Linked DNA regions of Mus musculus: region 2 is linked to region 1. A link is a contact called in public promoter capture Hi-C data. All regions are on one chromosome and are shown on one strand. The core of a region is the stretch at or near the end of the contact, and the rest is flanking DNA. Distances in the headings are between cores, read along the strand shown.

Evidence for each region. Promoter capture Hi-C pulls out the DNA fragments that hold promoters and counts their contacts.
Region 2: a promoter capture Hi-C map of pre-B cells shows a contact between it and region 1, with 3 times the contacts expected there. The contact joins the promoter of Mm2pr here to the promoter of Pan3 in region 1.

What each region holds. Positions count from the first base shown.
Region 1 is chr5:147,427,815-147,435,112 of GRCm38.p6, reverse strand. Pan3 (PAN3 poly(A) specific ribonuclease subunit) reads right to left here and starts at 4,957. Exons shown (of 19, transcript NM_028291.5): 1 at 4,104-4,957. The coding sequence starts at 4,533.
Region 2 is chr5:149,180,398-149,186,808 of GRCm38.p6, reverse strand. Mm2pr (macrophage M2 polarization regulator) reads left to right here and starts at 4,773. Exons shown (of 3, transcript NR_015478.2): 1 at 4,773-4,814. It overlaps Uspl1 (ubiquitin specific peptidase like 1), which reads right to left and starts at 2,249. Exons shown (of 9, transcript NM_001115149.1): 1 at 2,003-2,249.

The sequences.
Region 1 (7,298 bases), core at 3,708-6,207:
CCCAGCCCAAGATGAGCACAGGCTTAAAATTCCCCACTGGATTATGCACTTGTTTGAGCCCTCTTTTCCTATTCCTTTCTGGAATGAAAACGTTTTGCCCCACACCTGTTTGACCACTGAACTCTGGAAGCACGTAACAATTTCACACTCTGGGGTAGAGGACCGTGCCTCAGAATTCATCATTCACCCGTACCTGCCTCAGATGCAGCTCTGGACTTTGCATGCATGCTTAAGCTGATAATGGAAGAAGTTAACAGTCCTGTGACGACTGAGATGGAAGGAATGCACTGGGTGGGCATAGTGAGGAGAGCATTTGAGAGTTCAGAAGTCAAATGCTTCCATTTGAATATGACCCCCATCCCCAAAGTCCATGAGTTAGAAACTAAATCCCTGGTGTAACAGGTGAAGGGGTGGCCTAGTAAAAGGTGGCTCTGCAGGATGTGGTGATGCACCCCAGCATTCAGGAGGCAGAGGCTGATGGATCTGTCTACAGAGAAGAGTCCCAGGACAGCCTGCTGAGGAGGATACCTCTCCACACAGGCCAGTACCTTCATGTTGGACTTTTCAACCTCCAAAACAGAGATATGCTTCCTTTCCTTGTGGTTTCCTGTAGCCCAGCAAGCCCCTAACTCTTATGTGACAAAGGATGACCCTGAACTTTCTGACCCTCCTGCCTCCATCTACCAAGTGCTGGGATACAGGGCTGCAATTCTTCCTTCCTTCCTTCCCTTTTTAGATACATACGTACTTATTGGGGACGAGTGGCAATACAGTTAGTCTGCGATCAGAGGACTTACAGGAGTTGGTTCTTTCCTACTACCGTGTGGGTCCTGAGGATTGAACTCAAGTTTTAGTTTGACAAATGCCTTTACCTTCAAAGCCATCTTGCCAGACCCTGAAATTCCTGTTTGTTTGTTTTTTTATTAAATTGTTCAATCTGTGTTTTTCGGTTATAGCAACACAAAACTGGACTATGTTTAAACAGGAACTTCAATTAAAAGCTTAAAAATATATACACATGAATATACAATTCCACAGAGGCCAGATGGGGGAACATAAAAATCTATCAAGTAGCAGTTCCACTATGATCTCCTGCCCAGTTACATTATTATTAAAGATTCACTTGAAGAATGCTCTAATAGCACATCAACTAACACAATCCAGATGTTTCTAAATGGCAATATTTGGAATGTGTCATCTATTTTAATTTCCTTGTACACTTAATTAGTTGGTGAAGGCTATCTTTTTTTTTTTTTTTTTTTTTTTTTTCCCGAGACAGGGTTTCTCTGTATAGCCCTGGCTGTCCTGGAATTCACTTTGTAGACCAGGCTGGCCTCGAACTCAGAAATCCACCTGCCTCTGCCCCCTGAGTGCTGGAATTAAAGGTGTGCGCCGCCACCACCACGCCCGGCTGGTGAAGGCTATCTTAAGAGGCTATTTGAGAACAGATTGAATAACTAAGTGTACAAATACAGAACAGCCATTAACTGAAGCCTAGCACAGTGGAAAGGTCAATGAGAAAAGGAGGATGGTGGACTATTATGTTAAAGAAATGTCACAAGGCCAGACAAAGTGACACATGCCTTTATTCCCAGCACTGGGGAGGCAGAGGCAGGCAGATATCTGAGTTGCAGGACAGTCAATGATACATATTAAGATTCTGTCTCAAAAAAAAAAAACAAACCAGAAAAAGAACCACCTGATCCCAGCTATTTAATCAGCTATTAAAATGACAGTATTTAAATGTCCCTAGCATTAACCACCTATAGTCTAAAGATTCTATCTCAGTTGCTTTCTGTTGCTCAGATAAGGAGCGCACCCTCCTGAGAGGAACCCCTAGGGTTTACTCCACCTAAATATACCAGATAAACATGGACACAAGTACACTGTCCTCACACACCCGGCACACATGTACACACGTGTAGCAGCATCACACACCTGGCACACATGTACACACATGCAGCAGCATTACACACCCGGCACACATGTTCACATGTGCAGCAGCATCCCACACTCGGCACACATGTACACATGTGCAGGAGCATCCCACACCTGGCACACATGTACACATGTGCCATTCCTTCAGCTCCTTCCTTCACTTAGTTCTATCCGACCTTCCCAGTTCTTGTGTCCAACTGCGACCTTAGAAAGATCACACGTTAAGGACCAGCACTTTTAGGTGTCCTAGTTTGGAAGGCAGTCACTATGCTGGTTAATTTTTGTCAACTTGACACAAACCACTCACCTAGGCAAGGAAGACTTCCCTCTAATAAACTGGTCTGTGGACATTTCTGTAAGGCATTTTCTTGACTGTCTACTGATGGAGGAGGACCCAGTCCATTAACAGCAGTGGGCCTAGGCTTAAGAAATGTAGCTGAGCAAGCCAGAGTGACAGTATGCAGCCTCCTTCCTTGGTCTCTGCTTCAGTTGCTGCCTCCAGGTTCATACCTTGAGCTTGTGTGTGGCTCCCTCAATAACTGACTCTAATGCATAATAAACCTTCCCTCCTCCCCAAGCTGCTTTTGGTTATGGTGTTTTAAAGCAGCAACAAAAAGCCAACTTAGGACAGATACTGTTTTTTTCATTCCTTACCAATCAAACATTATCCTTAAATGAACCAGAGGCACAACTTCATTTCATACAATTTACCTTAAACAAAAGCTCCACTGGGCATGATGGCAAACCTATACTCCCAGCTCATGAGGCTGAGGCAGGGGGATCAGACAAGTGTGGGCCACAGAGAGAAACCCTGTCTGAAAAAAGAAACAGAAGAGGAGGAAGGGGGCAAAGACAACGCTTGCTTGTTAAGCCTTAGTAGTTAAAGTGCCTACTGCCAAGGCTGACCACCTGAGTTCCAGCTTTAGGACCCATGCTGTAGGAGGGCAATGACTCCCCTAAACTGTCTGTCCTCTTACCTTTCTACATTCATGCTATGTGAGAGCACACTGACAATGACACACACACACACATACATACATACATACACACACACACACACGTAATTTTTAAAAAATTAACGGCTACATCCCACCAGGAAATTAACTTCTTTACAAAGCATCTAAATTTATTACCATTTAAGCTTCGGTAAACAAGAGACCAAAAAAAAAAAAAAAAAAAAAAAAAAAAGAAAAAAAAGAAAGGGGGGGGGCTGTTAAAAATAAATTATCCCAGTAAGTAGTAAACCACTTTATCAGGTTGTTTGTGTTAAAGACAGATTGTTCTGAAGTTCAAGTTAACTTGACTATCAAGTTATCACAAGATCTAAAACTAGAGGAAATCAAGCATCTAATTCTAATGTTCAAAGCATTTACAGTAACAGCAAACTCCACTTAACTTAACAGCTATAACGTACACAGCCCTAAATTCTTCTCACGAAAGCCTTCGGGGTGCGAGACGCTCTTGAGGCCCAGTGCTGAGCAAGTTCACTCGGTATAACGCCATGGGAAAGACAAGATCCCTGCAGACGCCCAGTTCACTTACTCTGGCTTTCCAGAAACCTGCCTGAGCGCAAGTCTTGGGAAATTCCTAACCTAAGCTCTCTATTAAACCTGTGCTTACTTAAAAATAAATAAATGAATAAAGCTGATCTTCATACACCTCTCCTCCCCGCACCCCCACCCCTGGCCCCGGACATCCTTTAGAAGGAGTTCCCAGCCGGCAACTTTCGGCAGCCCGCGCTCCACGCGAGCACGCACCGACACATGTGCTCGCAGACCCAGCCCCTTTCCACGCACACGCGCGCGCGCGCGCACACACACACACACACACACACACACAAACCCGGAAGCGACACCCCCTTGCTTCCACTCCGCAGCCCATCCCCCCTGCTCCCCGCACCCCACTCCCAGCGCCCCCCACCCCACCCCAATTACACCACGACCGTCCGTCCACCCACGCTCCCGGGAACCCGCCTCCCCTAGCTCCGGGGTTTGCCCCGAGCGGCGGAGCCCAGAGAGGAAACAGGAAGAAGGAAGGAGGGCTGCGCAGGGCCTAGGCCTCTCCTGCGGCCCGGAGGTGAGGGGAAGCGGGCAGGCTCAGGCCTCCTCCCCGCGCCCGGACCGCACCAACCCCGCACCGCACCACCCCGCCCGGGCCTCACTTACTCGCCACCCGCGGGCCATCGAGTCCGCCGCCCGCGGTCGCCGCCCCCGGGACGCCCAGCTCCGGCTTCTTGGGCCCCGCGGGCGGCCCCGCTCCCCCGCCCGGGAGCGCTCCCGGAGGAAAGGCGGCCCCGGCCGCGGCCGCTAGCGCCAGCGGGACGCTGTTGCTATGGAGGCCAAGCCCCGGGGCCGCGCCGGCGGCTGGGTCCTCGTGCAGGAACTGACACTCCTCGCCGTAGAAGCACGTCTTGTCCTTGGCGTAGTAGCGGCAGTACTTGAGCTTCACGCCCGCCGCCGCCGCCGGCCCGCCGGGGACGCCCCCGACGCCCGACGAGGCCGCCACCGCCACCGCCACGGCCGCCGCCAGCGAGGACGACGACGGCGAGGCAGCGGCCGAGGGCGGCGGGAGGCCACCGCCGCCGCCACTGTTCATGGCCACGCCGCAGCCGCGTCCCCCGCCGCCACCATAGACGAGGGCGGGAAGGAGCCGCCGCCGGAGCCGGATGGAAGCCGGGCGGGCGGGTTGGGCCCCGCTGAGGGAGCCGGAGCCGCCCGGGGAGGGGGAAGGGCGGGCGGGCGGCGAGCAGGGATTCTCCCTCTCCCTCTCCGCTGTCCTTAAAGGGGCCGCGCGGGACGCCGCGGTGGGCGCGCGGCCGGGGCTGCGGGGAGAAACGACCCTGAGGCGGCGGCGACCGGAAGCTGTGGGGCAAAGGCACGGCGGGAGGGAGCCGCCGGTTTGTTTTTAAACTCTTGCCCTCCGCTCGCTCGTCGGCTCGCGCTCCGGGTCCTCCCGACTTGTTTATGCCATTTTCCTCTTCCTGAGACGCTCGCCGCCTCTGCGCCTGCGCGAGTGGCGCGGGGCCTTGTGGGTAGGAGGCCTGGCCCGGGGGTGGGGGACCGCAGGCGTGGCCCCCACGGGGCGTCCGCGAGCTGACCGGAGGCGGTTGCTTCAGCCCGAGCCCTCGGAGGGAGGCCTTCCCCACGGCGGCGGCGCCGAGGCTCTCACGAGACCCGGTGGTAGTCCGCTTGGAGGGGAAAACACAAAATGACAGTCCGTCTCAGGTCCTTGGAAGGGGACGCAGCCCAACCTCGCTCCCCGGAGAGGAGAGTTTGCTTCCGTTTGTCACGTTTCCTCTCCCTTTCCCTGTGCTCCGCCACCCCTCTAGCCTTTGTTTTTTTTTTTTTGTTTTTTTTTTTTAAATCCTCCCCCTCGAAGGTGATGGACTACTGGCCAGATAGCCTTAGCTTCTGGGCTCTTTGTCAAAAGATGGAGCCAGAACCCTGGATGCCACCAAACCCCTGCTTAGAGCAGCACCTGTTTCCTCCGCTTTGATGGCCCTCGGGATTTTTTTCTCTCAAAGGTGCCACCTGGGACAGTGCTACCTTGGCAGCACGGGAAGACCCAATTCCAAATGTGCTGGAATGTTTTCCTACTCTGCATTCGAAATTCACTTTTTAAAAAAAAGTTTTCCCCTCATTGATTTCCAATTTGCTCCCCCCACCACCACCTTTTTTTAAAGGGGAGAGGCGTGAAGACAATTGAACCGCAGTGAAGTGAAAAATTGATATTAGGGTTTTAGAAATCTTCTCTAAAAGATTTTCTCAAAAGACAAATCCCTGTTATGAAAAGGACGGGTGTGGGCAGCATTTAAGGAATCGTGGCAGCCTGACGAAGTCACAAAAGAATATATAAAGTTTCACACTGCCAAAAGGGTGAGGTTGAGATGCATGCTATATAGATCCCAATCTGGTAAGCCTAGTGATGCTGCCCAGGGAAATTCTAAGCTGCTATCTCTGCGTGGACGCAGTGTTCACTCATTTAAATATCCAACAGGTATTTGTTAATGTTAATTACATGTTCCCAAGGAGCTGGGGATGCAAAAGTTAACCAGATGCAGTCGGACCTGAATTCAGAGGGCTTATTTATCCTCCGGCTAATGAGGCATAAGATGTGAATTAGTGTCTAGTGTTAACATCAGCTGTTAGAGGGGATTTAAAGAGTTGAACTCCTACTGAGAACTGTTGGGGAGTGGGGAGAGTGTTTACAGCATCCTTGAATTCAGACCTGCCTTTGGAACCTGCTTGCTTCTCTGTGTCTCCTTTGTACATTTGAGATTAAGTAAGTATCCACTTCATAATGAGCGAAGTGGTTCATAAAAATGTCCCGTGTTTGGGAAGAATTCAATCTAGCACTTGCTTTTTATTGCTGCTAGGTGTGTAGAGAAAGAGCATTCTAGCCGAAGCTAACAGCTTGTGAAGGAGGTCTCCAGGTGAATGGGGGTAGGGTTTTAGTAGTGTAATGATATCACACAGCTGAGCAGAGTTCGCAGAAGTGCTTTTCAGGCAGTATTAAGGGATTGGACTTTTTCTTGAAGGCAATTAGAAACTATCACAAGGTTCCAAAATGCTAAGTAGCAACATTCACATTTCCTTTAAGAAGAAAAGGGATCCCCGGGCTGGTGAGATGGCTCAGTGGGTAAGAGCACCCGACTGCTCTTCCGAAGGTCCAGAGTTCAAATCCCAGCAACCACATGGTGGCTCACAACCATCTGTAACAAGATCTGACGCCCTCTTCTGGAGTGTCTGAAGACAGCTATAGTGTACTTACATATAATAAATAAAAATAAATCTTTAAAAAAAAAAAAAAAGAAAAGAAAAGGGATCCCCATAAGAACGCCGAGAAGCAATAAAAGAAAGGCAAATTGTCCCTGAGCAGGGGAAGGCCTGAAATTGCCCAAAGTTTATTCATTCCAATCCAGGGCGTACCTAGTGAGTCGTGTGTGCTGTTTGTATTGGATGCTTCATTGGTGTTAAATAAACGTGCATGTCTTAAAGACTTGCCATGGAAGGTGGTGTTTCAGGGCTTGATAAATTTAAGCTACATTCAACATATTGTTCAAACTAACCTTAAATGAGAATCAATGATGATTACATACCAAGCAAGAGCTATGCTAGGCTCTGACATAACAAGACCTGGCCTGAGGATGGTTCAGTCAGGAAAACACTTGCCTTGCGATTGGAAGAACTGAGTTCCAGTCCCCAGAATCCAAGTAAAAATTGCTAGGCATAGTGGTGTGCATATAACACCAACGCTGAGAAAGCAGAGACAGAAGAGCCCGCTGTGCTAGCTGGCCAGCCGATCTAGCCTAATTGGTAGTAGCTGGAGGCCAGGGAGAGACCTCATCTCAGAAAAAGTGG
Region 2 (6,411 bases), core at 3,524-6,023, 1.8 Mb before region 1:
AAACAAAAAACTAGTTATGCTTTTCTGTCCTGGCTGAAAAGTCTGAAAAGCCTTTCCTGTGAAGAAAACATAGTAATTCCAAAAATATACACACAGTTTGAAAGACATCTGTGCCCACTCAGGAGGAGGACGCAGGTACAAGTTAAGGCCAGCCTCAGCTACAAAGGAACTCAAAGTCTACCTGGGCTGAGAGAGACAGAGAGTCAGAGAGAGAGACAGACACACAAAGAGAGGTCAGTATTAGTGAATCTCAATTTCCAGAAGCTGGAAAAGTAATCACAACTGTTAGCTGGTTCTACTTATAACCTAGAGAATTACAGGGCACAGGAAAGTCAATGTGCTTAAGTGGTAAAAGCCTAGGCTACACACCTGGATTTGTTCTAAGAACAAAATGAAGTTGCGCTGACAAGATACTAACACCTAAGTTACAGTTACCATCTGGTCTACTTTGCTCTGAGGGAAAGAGATGTGTTGCTTCTGTCATTCTGCATTCATTCTCAGAAGAGAAACCTGCAGACTCCTAAAAAGGGTGTTGAGAAAACTTTTTATCTGCCTGAGGGTCTAGGTAACTGTGTGGAATAAGGTTCTTTCTCAATATGGAGGTAAAAATGAGAAACCTTCAAGTCTGCTTTCCTGTCAATAAAGAAGTCAAGGCATATTCGAGCATGGTGGTTGATGCACGCCTTTAAGCCTTTTAATTCCATTGCACAGATCTCTCTCAATAGAACTACTGCAGATTTCTGTGAGTTTCAAGCCAGCCTGTTTCACACAGTGAATTCCAAGCCAGGAAGGTTTATATAGTGAGACCCTGTCTATGGAAGGAAGGAAAGGAGAGGGAGGGAAGGAGAGAAGGAGGGAGGAGACCCATTAAGATGGTAGTAGAAACACTAAACAATATTAAGAAATTCCCCCTCCCCAAAGAATATTCAAGTTTTAAAATACCAGAAGTAGACTCTTGGGGTTTTTCAAGCACTGTATTATACACAAAACCCCGGGGTGGGTCTCAAATTTCAATTTGTCTAGGAATAAATTACCTTCATTATCTTTTCTCCAAGTGTAACTGCTAGCTCCTCCCTGTACAGTATCTAAATTTTGGCATCTTTTGGGTTTCCAAATACAGACTAGAAAGTTTGTGCCGTCTACTCACTCTCATCTCCCATGTTTGCACAGTAGGCGCCATCTAAACTCGTGAACGAGGCTTTGGAAATGTTTCGAACTTGTCTCTCTTTCCATTCATATCACTGTCAAAATGACAGCTCCGCTTCAAACCACCTATTTAATCCAATCTGATTGTAGGAAGTCCGCCCAAACAGCTCAGTACATCCTAAAGATTATGACATGAGCTTATTTCAAGGAGAACAACCAAGGTTTTCCAGTGTTCATCTCCGGCACTTTTCCTCTTACCTACGCCCACCACCGAGCCCCCACCTTCAACGTAGGTAAGTCGCATTCCGGAGACCTTAATGGGAGATATCAGCCCAGAATAGATCCATTTAGCAGCCAATCACGAGAGGGATTTAAATTTAATTCACTGCATGTGTAGAAACTATTACAGGTATTCAAAGGGCCTGGAACCCTTCGGAGCTTTATCTCTCGGCTCTGCATATGAATTTTCAAGGCCAGCAGACTTAAGCCCCAGCGAAGGGATAGGCTTTACAGAGCCCAATACTGCTTGGTACCCAGTCCAGCTTCCCGAATTTGAGACGGATGGGTCCACGCGAACTGAGCTTCAAAAGCCTACCAAGGAAGTCCAAGAGGCGCGGCGTTCCGTTACCCAGCCCATCTCCACGCTCTTCGTGGGGCGGGCACAAACTCTGGTTTCTCTTCAGCGTTTACCTCTTTGAGCCTAACCGGAACCTGAAGACCCAGCCTGCACCTCCATCCTCCACCTTGCCCACCACAACCTCGTTCCTACCCCATCTTTTCAGCGCGCCAACGACCCACCCCGGGCACTCCAGCCGTCCCAATTTCTACTTCCCGAGGGAACTACTGTCTTCCTTACCCTCCCGAAGTACGCTCCTTCTTCGCATACAGTGGACCCGAACTCCTCTTCCAGCTTGAGGTCCCCACCATCTAACCGTAACGTTCAACCCACGTTCCCTCGGACGGCTCCTCCCCCACAGCCCTCTCCGCCAGGAAAGCAACTTCCGCCTGCGAGTCCGCCGCCCAAGAGCTACCCCACAAACACTTTCCTGCGGCAGGCAGCCCTGCTTGAGAGCACGCGGGCAGGGCCGGGGAAGGGGAAGACCAGAGCACTTCCGGCAGGGCTCCGCAGAGGCGTGGCTTGCCCGCCCAGCAGGCGCAGGCGCAGTGGGAACTGCGGCGACAGGGCGGGGCCCCTCGCTACAGAGCCTGCAAAGTGTGAGTCGGGAGGACGGGGGAGGGGGAGGGGGAGGGAGCTGGAGGGGGTGGGGCAGGCTTGGTTCTGGAAGCTGCTGGAAAGCGCTGGAGTGGCGGAGGTGACGCCAGAGGCTAGGGGGCGGGGCGTGATTAAAATTAGTGCGCGGCCTTCAGCGGAGGGATTACGCGGCAGAGGAAGGAGAGGTCGCTGGGCGGCTGCCTGCCTGGCGCGCAGGCGCAGTGATGGGCCTCCCTGGCGGGCCGTCATGGCGGACGCCACGACGGGCTCCCATAGTTGGTTCTTTTCGGCCCGCGCGCCACCACCCTACGTGTTCACAAACGGTTACCACACACGGAGCTGCCCCTCCCTTCTTCCCCAAACCCATCCTTGGAGGCCACTTTTTCTTTCTTCCCTCTCTGATCTGCTCACGGTAAGGGGGGTAGCGAAAGACGAGCACTTGACCCGGGGTGGCACTGAGCAGCCGACCCGCGCATCTCAGCAGCCGCCCTGCCTCCTTGAACTTCAGAGAGGGGAGAGCTCAGTTGCTAAGTTTTAAGAACTGCCTTCGTAGAAAGGTCATGTGGTGTCAGGGAGGTCATGACTGATCGCGTCCATGAGGACATCCTATTCTTGGAGTCCTTTGCATAGACTGTTTCCGTGGCCTGGGACTACAATTTGGGATTTTTTCTGGACCTTACAGGAATCATGACTGGCATTTTGGATTGCGGTCCTGTAGGGTTTCATTAGTGGTCTTAAACGACCATGTTCTGGCAGAATACTGATAATTTTGGTAGCGTGCAATGGGGGAAACAAGTCCGCTGTAGGAAGAAATTATTCAATAAAAGAATTTCAGTTTGTGGTACTTAGGAATGGAAATCGCTGAGCGTTCCAACAGAGACTTTGTTAGGGTTTTTTTTCTCCTCTCTCATGACGAAAATAGACTGGTTAGGTTTTGCTTTTTTTTAATTTTATTTATCTTTGCATTTACACTACATACTGTACTGGTATATTTGTTGTAAGATCAAACAAGTAAGATTTCTTTTTGTATGGATTATGAGGTTTTTGAGAAAGTATTTCTTCCTGAGAGAGTAGCCAAGATTAATAGGATTGTTTTCTTATTCAACATGCTATTTCCATTTTTAGAGTGGAGTACACTTCCCCTCCCAATAAACACTTGCTGAATGTCAGCTCATAAATTGAATGATCTAGTTGGTTCAGTTAAAATGTAACCCGACTTTTGAGGTGTAAAGCAACATCCACAAACAACTAGAATAAAAATAAAAATGGATTATTGCTGTCTTTAATGAAAAATTTATTAAAACAAAATTTTTGGCCAGAAAAACTTAATAGTGACAAACAAAATGAAGATGGAATATGGCGGGTCGGGGAGGGGGGGGGAGAAAATTCCCAATTTACTTCAGGTTAATAATAGTCCCCAGCTGAGAAGATACCATGTACTTCTGTGTATTCTTTCCACAGTATGCAGAGTGCCTGTTTTTATATACATTGGTCCCATAGAGAGTATAGTTAACCTCAGTAAACTAAAGTAGGTTTATCTATTTCCACTTAGAAATTCATATTCAATAAATGGAAGCTTTTATTTAACTAATAATTAATTAAGCTGCAATAGGAATACAGTGCTCTGCAGATCATTTTGTGAGCTCTTGTTCTTTTTTTCTGTTGTATTCCTTAACTGAAAACAAACCTTTAGCACCAACCTGGGATATAAATGCTACCTCTAAGCCAGGTATGGTGGACACCTCTGTAAGCCCAGCACTCAGGAGGACCTTGGGTGGAAGCCAGCTTGGGCTATATAACAAATGAGTGCTTAGAGTTGAGACTTGTCCTAAAATCAAACCCTGCGGTGGTTGTGTATTCTGGTCTCATTGACAATTTACTGGACTGCAGAAACGACTTCCATCAGTAAGTTATTCTCCCTGCAGTAATGAGGGCCTGAACTGGAAGCCCCAGCACTTTGATAAAGCTTGGCCCAACTGTATGCATCTGTTATCCCAGGCTGGGGGAGGTGCAGATCTGTGGATCCCAGGGGCTCACTAGCCACTCAGCCTGGCTGAATCTGTGAGCCCCAGATTCAGTTAGAGACCCTGTCTCAAAAAGTAAGCCGAGAGAAAGGAAGACCGTTAGCATCCACCTCTGTCCTTCACCTGTGCACCATGTACCCGGGCAGCCTGACTTTCCAGAGTACAGTCTATAATCCCTTTACTAAATCTTATCTTCAGAAAGCTGGAAAAACCAAAAGCTCTTTGGTAGTAAAAACTGGTGCAAACCAATGAGATACGTGAGCTTTCTCCTGTGTATTTCATTGAAACAACATTAATAGGTTTGATTGCTGTGTGCTGCTGTTGGCCGCTGGCATAAGGGGTTTTCTATAATGGTTGAGTTTATAACTTCCCTCCTCTTTGTTTTGCCAGTACTGGGAAATGAATCCGGACATCACACCCGTGCTGGGCAAGTACTGTACCATTTCCCCAGATCTTTTTTTTTTTTTTTTTTTTTTTTTTTAATTTGAGAAACTGTTTTACAAAGTTTCCTTGGCTGGCCTTGAACTCACTGTGTAGGCCAAGTCAACCTAGAATTGGTGTATTCATGCCTCAGTCTCTCGAGTGAGATTTTAGTTACTGTTCTACCAGGCCCCACTATAATAACCTTTTAAGTCTCCAACTCTTAGGTGTTAGTAAAAGAATTATCGGCCTATATTTATATTTGGCAAGTTCTCTCGTACAAGGCATTTGTTTAAAAAAATTAATTCGAGGCATTATTTGTTGTCAATGAGTTCAAGTGAGTTAACTATGGGGAACATTCTACTCGTGTACAATTATTGGGATGTGCAGAGCTTATCCATTAGGCCAAAGGTTGTAGTCGTTGTCCCAAGGTATTGTTTTGTTCTCTTAGAACTTTTAAGTAAACTTACATGATATCTCATAATGCATCCACACTTACCTGGTTCTTTTCCCCAAACGAGCAGATAAAATATGAGTCACAGAGTAGATACTGGAGTATCTGGTATCTAATTCTGTCTCTGGCTGTGTACTTTATACAGGTTGTTTAAATTTGGTGCCCTGAGAACATCTATACAGTGACAAGTTTGGAGCAGATAAATAGCTCGAGGAAAGTCCCTTATAGTTGTGATGTCACCTGCAGATACTTTCTTGAGACTACCACTAAGGACATTGTCCATCTCAACCTACACTGCCTTCTTGCTGGTCAAAAGTCACTGCTTAAATTGAGTAGTACATAGCTCAGACTTGGCACAATGAGTCTTCATGCTATACCTGTCTCTCAGTCACCCTGCCTAGGATCAATAGAAGCTGAGGGGGCGGTGCATGCATATAGAGGCAAGTAAAGTGCTATTAGGATGTGGCTTGTGTCCTGCCTTTTAATGAGAGTGTTGCATAGTATGCCCCTGTTTGCCTTACATGTTCACTTGTCTCAGAGGTGGCTTTCTGTCACGGTGTCAGTCCGCTTCGGATTTATTTGGGTTGCTTAGGTTTCTTTCAGAATCTGTCTTGGTTACTTGTCTTGTTGCTGTAACAAAAATGCCCTGATAATGGCAATGCAGGGAAGAATGGGTTTATTGTGACTCACAGTTTAAGGTTAGTACATCTCCTGGGGACGTCACTGCAGCAGGGGCTTGAAGTCGCTGGTCACAGTCCTGCACCGTCAAGAAGCAAAGAGCTAAGTAGATAGATTAAAGTGGAATAAAAATGTAAAGCATTGTACAATAAATGATATACTCATCATTTCTCACACATGTGAATCTCTGTGTGTCCTAAACAGTAGCATAGCTACTTCTGTCTGCCATGGCTCATACATGCCCTGTGCCTGCGTCATGAGAGTGGGAGAGTGGTGTTAATATCATACCTGACTCTAAACAAAATTGATTAATCACATCACCTGAGTGGCATCATCATTTGAAACCAGAGGAACAAAGAGCTGTGTTGAGGGACCTCTACCCAGACAACTTACATATCTTTGAACATCGCAGTCGTGCAGCACAGCAAGAGTGGCGGTGAGCGTGTGACGGTGAGCGTGTGGCGGTGAGCGTGTGG